2 separate regions of the Oryctolagus cuniculus genome follow, and region 2 is linked to region 1. The links are chromatin contacts, called in public Micro-C maps. All regions are on one chromosome and are shown on one strand. Each heading gives the region's core, a stretch centred on a gene start, on an enhancer-like site or on the middle of the called end of the contact. The rest is flanking DNA. Distances are from core to core; before and after follow the strand shown.

Region 1 (2,747 bases), core at 150-2,649:
CCTCGACCCCCGACCGAGGCCCGCTGCGGAGCGTCTGCTCCCAACACAGCGTTAGCGCAATGCCCGGCAGTTATAACAGACCCAGCATGGAGCAAGAGCTCAGGGGACGTTTATGCAATGAATGAATGAATGCACACAGGAACTAGGATCCCCGCGCTCCAGCATGTCTGTATTGAACGCACAGGGCCTGGCGTACAGTACGAGCCTGGCTGCACTGCACGCTGGTGGCAAGGGTTCGAATCCCAAGACCTCGGGCAAGTGACTTGAGCTCCCTGTGCTTTGACTTCCCCCTCGGCAAAAGGCGTAGAGGCTTCGATGGACACTCCGAAGCACTTGGACCCTCTGCCCGGCCCACGGGAGCCCTCGTCACACCGGCTGGCCTGGGCGGTCGGCAGCACCGGCGAGGGCCGCGGGGCTGCAGCTACACCAGGTCCGCTCGGGGCCGGCGATCGCGCCCCCAACGCGCCAGGATCCGCGCCCCGCGAGAGCGCGCGGCCGCCCACGGCAGCCTCGGGTCGGCTGCCCGCCGCCCGCCACGGGAGCCGGCCGCCTGCACTTCTTTCTTTCCTTCTCCGGCTCCCTCCCTCTTCCCGGCCGGAGAACGCGGCTGCTCTCGGCTCAGCAGCGCCTCCCGCGAGCCGCCGCCGCCGCCGCCGCCGCCGCCGCTCCGGGCCCCTCCCCCGCCCGCCCCCCGCCCCCCCGCGCGGCCGGCGCCCGTCACGTGACGCAGCGGCAGCCAATGGCGAGCCGAGCCGCGGTCGGCGGCCGCCATTGCTGTCAGAGCGAGCGAGCCCGGGGAGGGAGGAGAAGCGAGGCTGACTGGGGAGGAGGGGGGGGTGGGGGAGGAAGAGGAAGGAGGGGACGTCGCTCGGCTGCCGGGGTCGCCCGCTGGCTTCGTCCGCACCCCCCCCTTCGCGAGTTCGCGCTCCGCGGCGGCGGCGGCTCCGAGGCGGCGGCGGCGGCGGCTCCGGGGCTCGCCTCCCCTCACGCGCCGGCGGGGCCCGAGGGGGAGTCGGTGGCTGGAGATAAACAAGGCGGCGGCAGCGGCGGCGGCTGAGGATCAGGGAAGGCGGAGGCGGCGGCCGGCCCGTAGCGCCGGCCCGGGAGGCAGCGGCGGCCCTGAGAGGCGGGGAGGGCGCCGGGCCGCGCGGACAGCGCCCCCCGCCGCCGCCGCAGCCGCCGCCGCCGCCGCCGCCCGAGCAGGAAGGAGCCGCGCGGCCGCCGCGGACCCCCCCGCCGGCCCGGGCCCGCCGCCCCCGGCGCGGCGTCGCCGCGGCGCCTCCCGCCCGCCCGCCGGCCCTCCCGCCCTCCTCCTCCTCCTCCTCCTCCTCCTCCTCCGGCGGCGGCGGCGGCCCGGCCGCTCCGCGCTCCCCGGCGAGGCGCCGCCGCCCGGCCCGGCCTCGCCTCGGACGCCTCGCTCCGACATGCCCCGCTCTGGCGGCCGGGCTCGCGGAGGATCATGACTGCGGCAGCGAACTGGGTGGCGAACGGGGCGAGCCTGGAGGATTGTCACTCCAACCTCTTCTCGCTGGTGAGTAGCCGGGCCGTGGGGAGGGGGCAGGCCGGGGGGGGGGGGTCTCCGACCTCCGCCGCCGACCAACTTTCTCCTCCCGCCGCCGGGACTTCGCCCCTCCCTCGCCTCTCCCCGCCGTTCGCCTCTAGCTGATTCTCCCCCTTTTGGATCGTCGCTCCCTCGCCTTGGATCCCATCCAGTGTTTATTTGGCTCTTTAAAAATCATTTGTGAGCGCAGCGCTCGGCGTGGAATTTGCATGTGGAAGTCTCCAAGCTGCGGATTCTGGGTCGCACTTCGAACGCCCACCCTCTGTTGCAATCACACCCCCCTTCCCCTCCCCTCTTCCCCGTTTTTTTTTTTTTTTTTTTTTTTTCCCCCTCTCCCTCTCCTCTCCCTTCCTTCCTAAACGTGGAAGGCTTTGCCTGGTGCTCCCCGCGCCTGCCATCAGCAGCAGCCTTTGCCCCTCTTGTCGGATCGGCCGCCCGCCTGCCTTTTGAATTTTTTTTTTTTTTTTAAATTCCATAATGACAGCCGCAATTTCGCCCGAAAGCAGTTGATTGAATGCGATTGTGTGGCTAAAGGACCGTCGCCCCCGGAGCTCCGGCGCTCGTAAACACGGACCTGCCGGCCGCCTCCCGGGGCTCCCCGCGCCGGAGCCCCGAGAGCCAGGCCCCCGAGCCGACGGAGGGCGGAGAGAGCGTCTCCTCCCTCTCCCCCTGTGTCTTCTAAAAACTGTTTTCTCTCTGCTGACAACAAATCCACACACACACACACACACAAAAGCAACAAGCTGGGCGGTGTGATAACATCGCTTTTATCTGCCTTCGCCTCTCGCGCTCTCGCTCTCTGATAATTGACAACTTTTCCTCTGGATTTGCATCGCCTGCCTTAATCTTGAAGCAGTTAGGGTGTCAATTGTTCTCGCGGAAGCCCGGCACCCGACGACGGCGTCTGGATCCATCGAAATTAAAAATGTATAGGGCTCCGGCAACTCTTTCCTGGCGGTGGCAGTGACATTTGGTGGTAAATGCCATCTTTGCTTTTTATTGGGTCGTATTACCTAGCTCCGAAAACATTCACGTTGTTCAACCTGGTGTTTAGACTAATAATTGCAATGCGTGGTCTTTAAATGTGTGCTTTGTGCATGAGTTACTGTATGTATAGCTATGTGCCCGGGAGACTACGAATTTGTTTAAATATTGAGCAAAGATTTGTAAACAGATGTAAGGCAAT
Region 2 (2,747 bases), core at 80-2,579, 45 kb before region 1:
GTGGAACCCAGTCTGGCTTCCGAGAAAAACCACCCTGCAAAGTGAATGCTGGATGAGGAACAGGAAAGTAACTAGGCAAAGAGGATTCCTGGCAGGAGAAATCGCACGTGCAAAGGCCCTGAGGCAGGAGGGCGCTTGGTCCAGTTAAAGATCCAAAAGAAGACACTCTGTGTCCAGGTTCAGTGGATGAAGAGTATTCAGAGCCAGTGGGATATATGGAAGTTTGTCCTAGGAACAAGTGGGAAGGGCCCCACTGGACTGTCCCCAGGCCCTTGTGTGGCACAGCCCAGGTCGGGATGCCATTGGTGGCCATGTGATGGGTGAGGCTGACTCCTCAGTCTTTAACACTGTGTTCTAGCAGCTAAGAGAACTGGTCAGACCGGGGGCTGGAATCCCATGAATGATAATTGTCCCGGGTGACCCCGGAGGACAGTGTGGCTGGGGACAAGCGGCTCTCCCACCCCTCTGACTTTGGGCCACACAGTCATCATGTCGAGAGGTTCTTGTGTGCATTTTGTAGTTTGGGACACATCCTGGCAACGCCGAGAGGCAGTTTCAGCGAGCCAGAGTGTATTGCTGCAAACCTAAAACTGGATATCCCTCAGAGCTGCGAGAGGCTGGCAGGAGACCTGCTCCAATCTCCAGCACGCGTTCCAACTTCTCTGCAAACAAAGCCCATTTGTAACAAGAGAGAGAGAGCGAGCGAGAGAGAGAGAGCGCCAAGCCAACAGTTTCTATGCCATTTACGCCCCCTCTGGGCGTCAGAGCGCCCCCAGACCTTGCCATGCAAGAAGTGACCCCCATTCCCTGATCAGCGGGACAAGGAGGGTCTCGGCCGCCCAACCCTGGGGAATTCCATCACTCCGTCCTGGGCCCCCTGAACCCCCAGCCAGGCCGGGGCTGGCGATCCTGGGGAGTCTCGTCATCCGTGAGGGCACACTTGCCTGCCTGCCTCTTCATCGCTCACACATCACTAGGCTGGCGAACCATCCGTTATCCGCTCGGCAACTGGCACGTGCGAACCTGGCCCCCGGCAAAGCCCAACGAGGAGATCCAAGTGAGGAGAAGTGGGAGAAAAGAGAAAGCCTAACGCGGGAGCCAGACGGTTTGCAACCTGCGAGAACATGTTGTGTTTCCCAGGCGGGGCTCCGCTGACAAACGCCTCCCCGTGTCGGGCTTCTGCTCCGGGGCCCGGGCTGTGCTTGGTGCGAACAGGACAGTCACCGCCTCACTTGCATCTCACGATTGGCGTCTTGTTCGGAGCCGATGAGGGATGATCTTGTGCTCTGGAGGAAGTTGGCAAGAAAGAGTAATTCTATAAAAAGCAACATGCGCGGTCAGATACAGTTTCCTCCTCTGAGCAAGGCAGAGGAGAGAGTCAGAAATTCCACCCCAGAGGGTCAGGACTGGCTCCAGGACCCCTTGAATCACATCTGAAACTTGTTCCTGCTCTCCTTTCGCCTCCCGCTCTTTCCAGCTAGCCAACTGGGATTACACAACTCATTTTAGTTCTGGGCGGCTGTTTCTCATTAGGAGCCTGGACCTTGCCTTTTCCTGTGCCCTGTCACTTCTCCCGCTTCAGGTGAGCAAATTCCACTTCCAACAGCGAGATTCTGTTCACGCTCTTGGCTGGCGTGCGCTCCCCTGTTTCCCGAAGGGTGAACTTGACGTTTTAACCCCATCGCGCCTGCCGCTCTCTCCTTCCGGGCCCTCACTTCCCCATTCGAAAGAGCGTGGCTCGGCCACGGGCACCCGATGGAGAAGCGAGCCTCCTGAGTCCCTCCTCGGCCCAGTACCCAACGACTGTTCCCGCAGGGTTTTGCTTTCTACCCCCACCAGCCTGGCGCATTTTTTTTTTTTTTTAACTGAATTCACCAGATGTTTTGGCACTGCATAAAACCTGGCTTTCCTGTCTTCCAAGTGGATGAAATCGGATCCAAATCCCAGCATGTTGCTTCGGCTCCACCAACCAAGGGCTTCATGGTTCTCGAGAATAATGTATAGCTTGAGTTCAGGGCTGTGTTCCAGGCGCTGGGACCCCCCCTGGGTCCCAGCTGAGGGTTTCTCGGGCCACCCCGGATCCGTGAGGATGAGTCGGTCTTCCTCCAGTTACTTTTCTCCATCACTTTTCGTTTTCTGGCTGCGTGTCAGAGACCGAAGTCTGTACCCAGACACCCCTCCGTGGAGAGTGCAAGGCAGGAGCCCGTGCACACGTGGTACAACCACATCTGGAGAGAAACTGCTGTGCAATTTCCCTTTGTGACTCCAGGCACCACCCCCTCACCCCCACGCCCGAGCTACAGAGGAAACGGGACCCCTTCCCTCCCCGCAGCCCCCTTCTGCTCGTGTCCCGGGGCGTGCTGAGAACAAGCTGGAACAGGCCACGCCACCTTGCCAGGCCTTGCCAAAGCCCACGAATGGCACACAGCTCGGATTCAACAGATGGAATGCAACATACATGTAAAGAAATAAGAGCCTGCCAGGAAGGTTGGCAGCAGCTGTGGAATGCTTGAAGCAGCGTGTGTGTGGGTAGAAAGAGGGAGCCCAGAGCCGGCGGGGCTGCCTCTTCCTCAGAAGCTGCTTTTTTACAGCCATGACCTGTTTCGCCAGTCAAAATAAATACGGCGGTAAATGCCTCCTTTTACTGGCTCCCTATACCTTGGCAGTGCAGTGTGAAATATGACCTGCCCTCTTTGGAAAATTATCCTTTTAACGGAGTGGGGCCGGTGTGCCCCTTGTAGGCGGTC

Evidence for each region. A called contact is a pair of places that touch in the nucleus more often than the background predicts.
Region 2: a contact with region 1 is called in a Micro-C map of ear pinna, with 5 times the contacts expected there. The contact joins the enhancer-like site here to the promoter of MED13L in region 1. A contact is called at or near these places in 4 of 6 Hi-C or Micro-C datasets (ear pinna, psoas muscle, skin fibroblasts and 1 more).

The regions. Positions count from the first base shown.
Region 1 is chr21:12,781,395-12,784,141 of mOryCun1.1, reverse strand. It overlaps MED13L (mediator complex subunit 13L), which reads left to right and starts at 1,399. Exons shown (of 32, transcript XR_007911907.2): 1 at 1,399-1,531.
Region 2 is chr21:12,826,298-12,829,044 of mOryCun1.1, reverse strand. No RefSeq gene overlaps it. Among named protein-coding and RNA genes, the nearest start is that of MED13L, 45 kb to the right of the region's middle. Within about 2 kb of position 1,329, at least 5 of the 8 cell types and tissues checked have an H3K27ac peak or open chromatin away from gene starts, as enhancers often do. A contact at or near this core is called in ear pinna, where this site is marked.